Regions from separate parts of the Podarcis muralis genome. Here region 1 is linked to region 2. A link is a contact called in public Hi-C data. All regions are on one chromosome and are shown on one strand. Each heading gives the region's core, a stretch centred on a gene start, on an enhancer-like site or on the middle of the called end of the contact. The rest is flanking DNA. Distances are from core to core; before and after follow the strand shown. Region 1 holds the start of TOP3B (DNA topoisomerase III beta). Region 2 holds the start of CCDC116 (coiled-coil domain containing 116).

Region 1 (4,806 bases), core at 1,613-4,112, 190 kb after region 2:
GGCTTCTGGATTAAAATTTGGGTTTTAAATGCCTACTTCTCTCTTTACAGATGGGTAGCCGTGTTGGTCTGCCATAGTCAAAACAAAAAAAAATTCCTTCCAGTAGCACCTTAAAGACCAACTAAGTTAGTTCTTGGTATGAGCTTTCGTGTGCATGCACACTTCTTCAGATACACTGTGTGTATCTGAAGAAGTGTGCATGCACACGAAAGCTCATACCAAGAACTAACTTAGTTGGTCTTTAAGGTGCTACTGGAAGGAATTTTTTGTTGTTGTTACTTCTCTCTTTGGCATTGCTTCTTAACGCCGAAAGTCTGCAGAACAAATGGTTGGCAGTTTCTCCGTAAATACATTTGCAATATTGTACTACTGCCCTCTAATGGAATGGAATGGAATTGTTTCACTTGCTTCGTGCTCGTTTGTGGCAATGAGATGATTTGCTTGCAATAGTTTGTTAGTGTTTCAAGGAACAATACAGTGGTACCTCGTGTTACAGACGCTTCAGGTTACCGACTCCCAGAAATAGTACCTCAGGTTAAGAACTTTGCTTCAGGATGAGAACATAAATCATGCGGTGGCGGCGTGGCAGCAGCAGGAGGCCCCATTAGCTAAAGTGGTGCTTCAGGTTAAGAACAGTTTCAGGTTAAGAACTCTGGAACGAATTAAGTTCTTAACCCGAGGTACTACTGTATTGTGTTCTTTCCTAATTTCACACTCTTTCTTGAGAGCACAGAAGGAGATGAGTGTTATGGGTTCAGGAATCGGAGGCACCCAACATTTTTAACATTTTTATGTTAATTGGCTTACCAGTGCCAGGATGCCTGTGTTGTTAACAATTGTTTTGGGAATTACCACTATTAATTAGGTACTTTTCACTGACTGCATTTCATTTCCCTCTGGCCTCACTGTTTGAAGTCCCTTTGTCATACCATAGGTAAAGGTAAAGGTACCCCTGCCCGTACGGGCCAGTCTTGACAGACTCTGGGGTTGTGCGCCCATCTCACTCAAGAGGCCGGGGGCCAGCGCTGTCCGGAGACACTTCCGGGTCACGTGGCCAGCGTGACATCGCTGCTCTGGCGAGCCAGCGCAGCACACGGAAATGCCGTTTACCTTCCCGCTAGTAAGCGGTCCCTATTTATCTACTTGCACCCGGGGGTGCTTTCGAACTGCTAGGTTGGCAGGCGCTGGGAACGAGCAGCGGGAGCACACCCTGCCGCGGGGATTCGAACCGCCAACCTTTCGATCGGCAAGCCCTAGGCGCTGAGGCTTTTACCCACAGCGCCACCCGCGTGCCTTGTCATACCATGTGTACCTGCAAATCAGGATAAAACGTCATACATCTGATAAAGAAGAACGTAGCCCGCAAAAGATAATGCCACAAGGTCTCTAAGGTCCCACAAGACTCCTTATTGTTTCCACCTCACATAGTTGCTGTGAATATAAAATGGTTCAAATCCCACACTTAGCCACAAAGCTCAGAGGGTAACCTTGGGCCAGCCGCAGTGTCTCAGCAGGGCCTACCCTACAGGTCTGTTGTGCGGATAGAATGGAGAAGTGGAGAACTGTATACTCCTTGGACCTTCTGCTCCTTGGATATAAATGCAATAAAACAGTGAATAATTCTTATTCATTATTTGGGATATACTTGGTGGGATATAAATGCAATAAAATAATACAGAATATGTTAAGTTGTGGGTAGACATAGCAGACGACACAGCGATTCTTCCAAAGCAGCTCTTTATTTGTAAGCTGGAACAGAACTGTCTGAGGAGCTCAGTCAGCCTGCTTATATAGAGCTCCAGACAATGTAACTGTTGCCATTTTCTAAAACTATCCAATCACTGAACGTCACTTTCGATCCTTCATTTGCATACAAACTATCCAATCACTGAACATCACTTTCGATCCTTCATTTGCATAACTATCTACAGTATCCCCCTGCTGGCCCAGGGTGAGAACTTCAGTACATAACAGAATAATAAAAAGAAGATGAGAAAGATTGCTGTAAATCTACTTCAGAGCTCCTTGGAGAAAATGTAGACTAATAATACTAATAATAATTCTATGATTATTCTAAATTGTAAAAAATTAATAAAAATAAACAACACAATAATAATACCCTATACTATTGCAAAAACAAAGAAACAGAACTTTGATAGAAATGCACTTTATCGAAGTAGAATTTAAAAATAAATAATAAATGATCATTATAACAATACATTACTAATACCTGTAATAAAACTGAGTATTAATCTTATCATTACAAAATCTAAAAATGAGTAAAAGAAACAGGAAATAATGCATTAATTATTATGATTAGAAATAATAACAAACAAACAAATGCAGCAATGCCTTAATGATAACAATAGCAGTTATAAGGATGCATTTTTATTATTATGAAAATTTTAAAATACATAATTTTCCCTGAGTCCTGCGGTGGGGGGGAACAGGGCATGAATGAATGAATATATAAAAAACAATAATTATTAACAACAATGCTAAAAACTTTCTTGCTTAGGCAAGCCTACCCAGCTGCTCAGAGAGCCGAGTTTATAGCATTTTGACTTCGGTGCGTTTTCAAGCTGGGCCGTGACTTTCCCCCCGGTTCTCCCGTGTTACCTTTTTTACTATTTGTGGGGCACATCACGTTTTTGTATAGGGGGAAAAAACGAAACGAAATCCGTGTCGTGGTTTGGAAAGAAACGAGTCAGTCAGTCCCCACACCGGGTGTATGTGTGTGTGTTGTGCGCTTAAAAACCAACCACACACAGAGAGAGAGACACCTCGAGCCGAGCGGCGCGGGGCAGAGAAAGGAGAAGGGAAGAGGGAAGTTGGAGGAGGGGGCGTTTCTATGGCAACGGAGATGCCTGGAGGGATGCAAGGTACCAGGAGCATCTCCGCCTCTCCTCCATCCACGCCTGGGAAAGGGAGGGCCCGAGGGTGACCCGGCAGTGGAAGCCTCGGCAATGGCCGCCGCTGCCGCCGCCTTCTGAGGCCGCCCCGCCGGGTGAGTAGGGCCGCCCGCCTCGCCTGTGTGGGGAGAAGGAGCGAGGAGATGTGGGGTGGGGGGCATTTTGAAGGGGGTGCCAGGGGGCGCTTCTCCAACGCCCCCCCCCCCGCCCCGCAATCCGCTTCCATGCTGGGCCGCCTTTTAGCGCGAGCTGAGGGAGGGGGAGAGGCAGGGGAAACGACGTGATTATGATTATTTATTACTATTATTTTGAAAAACCCAAGCAAAACCCCCAAATTCGTGTGGCGTCGGCGTGGAAGCTGCTGATTTCTTTTATTTGGAAACGGCGCCTTTTTCAATTCCTGGTAAGAACTTGTAAGAGAGAGGAGAGGCCTTGCAGGCAAGGTGGTGCAGCGAATTACTTCCTCGGTGCAGGGGAGGAGCGTATCGTGTGTATCTGATACTGAATACACGCGAAGCGCGACTGTCCTCGCGAAGGCCTCGTTTACGTGTTTGCTTGGAAGGAAGCATGGCGGGATTCGGGGGCGTTTGCTGCCTGCTTGCGTAGCATTGCAAAATAAAATATGAAATGTCTTATACAGGGAGGCAAAATAACCAGGTTAATATATTGGATTTTATTTAATTTTTTTGGTCAACGATGCATTTTGACTTACTGTAAGCAATTGATTGATTGATTGATTGATTGATTGGCAAGGTATATTGGAACTGAAATTTAAAACATTAAGGCCGCAGTCCTGTTTGCAAGCATTGGAGAGCCACTCTTCCGCGGAAATGGAATTATTAATAGCAGATTGTGTGTGAGTTCTACAGATATTATTTTAAAAAATAGGATTACCTAATTTGGACCTTTGGAGATAGGGAGGCTTAGAAATTAGAATAAACATGGGTGTTAGTTTGAATTATTACTTGCCTGGTGAATATATTCTGGGACAGATAATGATGTTTTTCAATGTGCATACATGAAATGCTCCTAATAGAGTCCACGGAGCTGTTAAAACATGCCTGAACCATGAGCTTGATGAGAAATGTGAATCTTTGCAGCATCAGACTATGAATGGTTCTTGGAATCTCAGTACTTTTGGCTGGGCATGTATCCACTTTGAGAATGGATTGCATGGTCTGTTGCTGAATTTTGACAATTCCTGAAATCATTTCAGAGTTGCAAAATGAAGTCGTCTCCTGTCTATTTTGCTGGTTTTCTCACATATCCAGTCTTAATAAATTTATAGAACAACTAACTCTGAACTGTTTACAGGCATTTAAAAAGCCCGTATCATCGTTCCCATATTTTATTCAAACTGGAGAGTTAGCATAATGTTTGCTCAACCAATAATCTTTGCTATTTTCCTTTTTTCAAAGAGATTAGTGTTACTTCTCCTTATTTTTGAGTATGGCAGCTCCATAGAATTCCCATCAAGTAAGCTCTGCATAAAATGGAATGAACCTTTTTTATATTTATGTGCAATGTACTATACATATTTAAATTCCATGGGGCTTGCTTCTTGGCAGACATGTATAGGGGTTGAACTGTTACTCTCATAATTTAGCTGGAAGAGACCTTTAAAAAAATATCACTTTACTACATACTGGGATTTGTGAAGATGTGAATACTGGGTGATATATAGTTGCTTTTCAGTGTACTTGTGAAACAAAAAATTGAGAGGGGAAATACTGAATCTCCAGGTCACCAGTCCAAATAAGTGATAAACAGGATTTGTTTTCTCTCTTTAGGTTGACAAGACAGAATTTTCTTGAGATTTGATTACCCTTTTCACTACCGGCAGAAGATGAAGACGGTTCTTATGGTAGCAGAGAAGCCTTCTCTGGCTCAGTCC
Region 2 (4,760 bases), core at 370-2,869:
CTGGAAAGGGCTCCCCACCTTTGCGCTAGTTGAACTCGCGCTTTGAGAGCTGGGCTATGCGATAGGAATGTTCTATGCAAATGAATGGAATCGCACGGGCAAACAGACAGGATCCGTTACCTAACAATGACAGAGAAAGGTTCTCTGAGAGGCATAAGCAGTTCTTTGGCTTCCGTGTGAACATTTGAGGCAAGAGAATTCCTCACGTTGGCAAAACCCCTCGATGCTAGGTAGCCCGCTGGGCAGGATCCTCAACGAGGAATTTGGAGAGGTAAAGAAACCTCGGCCTCACCTCTCATAATCTGGGATTTTTCACCCTTAATGAACACAATTGTGAGTAGCAGTTTTTGTTTTTTTAAAAAAAGGCTGGCACATCGCATATGGGACATACTTGGATATGGAAGGGTTTGGTTGTCATACGTGCATTAGAACTGGGATTTATCTACCGTATTTTTTGCTGTGTAAGACTCACTTTTTCCCTCCTAAAAAGTAAGGGGAAATGTGTGTGCGTCTTATGGAGCGAATGCAGGCTGCGCAGCTATCCCAGAAGCCAGAACAGCAAGAGGGATCGCTGCTTTCGCTGCGCAGCAATCCCTCTTGCTGTTCTGGCTTCTGGGATTCAGAATATTTTTTCCCTTGTTTTCCTCCTCCAAAAATTAGGTGCGTCTTATGGTCTGGTGCATCTTATAGAGCGAAAAATACGGTATATTAATTGCCTCTGCTTTCAGAGTTTCTAGCCCTCATGAAACCAAGTGCAGTGGCACCAATCTGGAATACTGCTGCTACTGAAATCTAACAGGCGACTACAATTTCGATATTTCACCTCCTGCTTAAAACTATTTGGTTCCACTGAGTGTTTTTATAGAATTGATTGAGCATAGCTCAATTCGTTCTGTTTTTATGGCTATGTAATTTTACAACGTTTTAACAGTTTTACTGTATGGCGTCATGATGTTTTGAAAGTGCGGGCAGTTTATAAGTATGTATATATTTATATCGATATGAAACCCTCGGTCCCTTGCCAGGTCCACATCTTTCCTCTTTCACTACCAAACTCCGATATCATTCACACACAAAATATTCTCCCTCTATGAAAATGTTGATGAGCGCTTTCCTTCCTAGACCTTTCATCAGGAATTCACTTTTGAAGGAAGCATCCAAATCGATGGATGCGATTCATTCTGTAGCTCCCCCACTTTGACACCCCTCTTTGTAAAATAATAGTAACGGTAAAGGTAAAGGGACCCCTGACCATTAGGTCCAGTCATGGCCGACTCTGGGGTTGCGGCGCTCATCTCACTTTATTGGCCGAGGGAGCTGGTGTACAGCTTCCGGGTCATGTGGCCAGCAGGACTAAGCCGCTTCTGGCGAACCAGAGCAGTGCACGGAAACGCCGTTTACCTTCCCGCTGGAGTGGTACCTATTTATCTACTTGCACTTTGAGGTGCTTTCGAACTGCTAGGTTGGCAGGAGCAGGGACTGAGCAAGGGGAGCTCACCCCGTCGAGGGATTCGAACCGCCGACCTTCTGATCAGCAAGTCCTAGGCTCTGTGGTTTAACCCACAGCGCCACCCGCGTCTCGTAAAATAATAACAACACTCCTATTTTTGTGTGTTTGTTTGTGCAGGAAGAGGAGACAGAAGGTGTGAAAAGAGAGGCGGGGACAGCCGCTGTCCTTTCAGCACCATGGTGAGTCGTAGATATTCCGGCTATCTGGCAGATGATGAGAGCCTCAGGGGACCTCAGGTAAGGCCCAAAGGGAGACAGAAATGGGCCATCCCATTCGAGGAAGGGGAGTCACGCAAGCTGAGCCAGTGTAGTGTAGTGGTTAGAGTGTTGGACTGTGACCTGGGAGCCCAGGGTTCGAATCCCTACTCAGCCATAAAGCTCACTGGCTGACCTTGGGCCAGTCACTGACTCTCAGCCTAACCTACCTCACAGGGTTGTTGTAGGGGTTAAATGAGGAAGGGGAGAACCGAATATGGCAGTCACCTTGAGCTTCATGGAGTAAAAAGTGGCGTAATAAACGCACCAAGTGCCCTCTGGTGCTGCCCTACTTTGACATTGGACTTGTCAATCTTAGGTGGCAGGAGGGGGTGGCAGGACTGAAAATGGTGGGCAGTAGCAGAGCCAGCTGCCGTCCAGGATACCTCAAGGACTGCCTGATCCCTTATATTCCTGCCGAATCATAGAGGTCTTCAGGGGAGTCACTGTTAGTTGTTCCCCATGCCTCAGATGTACAGCTCATTACCACTAGAAGGCACAAGTTGAGAATTGTGGGTCTGGTTTTAAGGAAACCAGTTTTATCTGAACCTACCTGAATTTTGGGGACATGGGTGGCGCTGTGGGTTAAACCACAGAGCCTAGGACTTGCCGATCAGAAGGTCGGCGGTTCGAATCCCCGCAACGGGGTGAGCTCCCATTGCTCAGTCCCTGCTCCTGCCAACCTAGCAGTTCGAAAGCACATCAAAGTGCAAGCAGATAAATAAGTACCGCTCCGGCGGGAAGGTAAACGGCGTTTCCGTGTGCTGCTCTGGTTCGCCAGAAGCGGCTTAGTCACGCTGGCCACATGACCCGGAAGCTGTATGCCGGCTCCCTCAGCCAATAAAGCGAGATTAGCGCCGCAACCCCAGTGTCGGTCACGACTGGACCTAATGGTCAGGGGTCCCTTTACCTTTACCTTTACCTGAATTTTGCAATGCGGTTCTTTAAAGAATATTCATCTATGAACGAGAAAACATGCACAGAATGCATACATTTGTGAAAATAGCACACACAGATGCATTAGCTTTTAAGGAAATTGCTTGCAAAAATGTGTATATTAGTCAAAACTGCATGCAAACCTGTGTTCATCAGGAGAAATTTGCACTCTGCTGATATATTTTCATGGGTTTTTTAAAAAGGCAAATTGCTGCAGAAATGCGGAGAGCTGAAATTAAGACTGAAAAATGAGAAAACTAGAGAACCAAAATCGACAGCTTTGTTGACCTCTTACTGGGGCTAAGCACCACTCAGCTGTCAGTAATGTTTGCTTCTGATGGCATTGGTTCAACTTGTAAAACCCATTGAACTTCAACAAAAGCCAACTGAAATGTAAACATTGGCTTTCAATGAAAAATTCAAATAATTGCAAAAGGAAGTGTTACCATTTAAATTGCTAGCATGAAGTAGGGACCACCAACAAAGGAAAGGAAAGCAGTGACTAGCCTCTACCTGCTTGTTTCCTCTGACTAATCTGCCACAAAATAACTTGAAAGCCTTATTATCACCTCCTCCACTCACCAGAGCTGCCAATTACCCAGGCCAAAGCTGTCATAATTCCTGCTCTGAAAAAAGTCCCAGAACTACACACCCCTGTGTTTTCCCCTCCACTATATCACTGCCTACATTGCTGGCGTTACATGCATTTTTGATACAGTCCCAGTAACTTCAGACCCGATTCCCCTTTTCACCCTGGTTTTTCCTTGTCTACAGCTGAGACAAGGAGATCCCTCTGACTGGAGGAACATCCTGAGGCCACCTTCCCGCTGCCAATTCCGGGACCAGTTCGCCGCCACCACAGCTTCTGAGTTCAGAGCTTTCAGCCCAGGCAAAGGGAAACGAAAGCAGCGCTCCAGCAGTCACGGCGAAAGCAGCCACCTCGCCAACGAATTCTCGGAGTTTGTGGATTTCTTAGCTGACGAGGAGGTCCTGGAAAGCCTTCAGAACATCGTCGAGGATGCCGTGCGGAAGCTGCGGCGAGTGACGACCGAGGATGGAGACCCGATATTTGATATCGAAGAAGAATCTGGCTCCAGCATGGACAGCAGGTCGTGGTCCTTCTCCTGCAGCTCGCAGTCTAGGTACCACACCACCTCGGCCACTTCCAGCTCTGAAGACGACTGGGAAGCATGTCTCACGAGCAGAAGGGAGCCTAGGCTCGAAGGGGAAATGTCCCTCCTGGATAAATATGCCGCCAGGCTCCCGAGGCTAAATGAGAGGCCCAGGGAGGGAGTTTCCGGAGGATTCCACGCAGAGGTATTTGGAGGACTTTCTTGACGGATCGGACCTCCCGCGCCGCGCTGAGAGTTCCCCGCTCTGATCCAGCCAATGTAATCCATGCACGGAAATAAACTTCTGCACAAAATGTCTGGATCCGCTACAGAAAAGCCTGCTGTGTGTGTGTGGGGAGGTGTTTATGGGTGTGGAAGAGGTGTACTATATCCAGCAATTCTATAATGCATGTGCAAGGACATAGGATAGTTGTGCATTGTTCCACAGCAGGACCCAGCAGTAGAAAGGGAGCCTTCTCTTTGCAGTTTTTCCAGCCACATGCCTGGTGGCCAACTCCATCCTCCTCCTCCTGAAGCCATGACTTTGAGCCTTTTTCAGATCACTGAATGCTCATTTCATTTACTGAGTCAGGTTGCAGACAATATCCTGCACAGAAGCTTCTGTTTTCCCCTTTGCAATCTCCTACTGTTCTCATAGTGGTGCAGGTTCTTAGCCCTCAAGGCGCTGTGTGTTTTTCCTGGGGTGTGTGTGTGATGTGATTCTTTCAAAGCTAGTGGCGGCGTGGCAATTGGAAAGGCTCTCTATAAAACTTGAGTGTCGCAGGGACCTACTGGACAATGCCTGTGACGCAGCTAATGGCAGATGAAAATCGCAGTTGCACTCCAGGCTTGAATTATGTTGTGACCCTAATGCAGGGGTGGGGAACCTCCGGCCTGTGGGCCATATCTGGCCCATCAAATTGCCCAATTTTGCCTGTCAAGTTTTCT

The links. A called contact is a pair of places that touch in the nucleus more often than the background predicts.
Region 1: a contact with region 2 is called in a Hi-C map of tail, with 4 times the contacts expected there. The contact joins the promoter of TOP3B here to the promoter of CCDC116 in region 2. A contact is called at or near these places in 2 of 3 Hi-C or Micro-C datasets (blood and tail).

Annotation. Positions count from the first base shown.
Region 1 is chr16:29,091,573-29,096,378 of rPodMur119.hap1.1, forward strand. It overlaps TOP3B (DNA topoisomerase III beta), which reads left to right and starts at 2,863. Exons shown (of 18, transcript XM_028709911.2): 1 at 2,863-3,007; 2 at 4,703-4,806. The coding sequence starts at 4,759.
Region 2 is chr16:28,904,978-28,909,737 of rPodMur119.hap1.1, forward strand. It overlaps CCDC116 (coiled-coil domain containing 116), which reads left to right and starts at 1,620. Exons shown (of 4, transcript XM_077920326.1): 1 at 1,620-1,746; 2 at 3,475-4,017. The coding sequence starts at 1,687.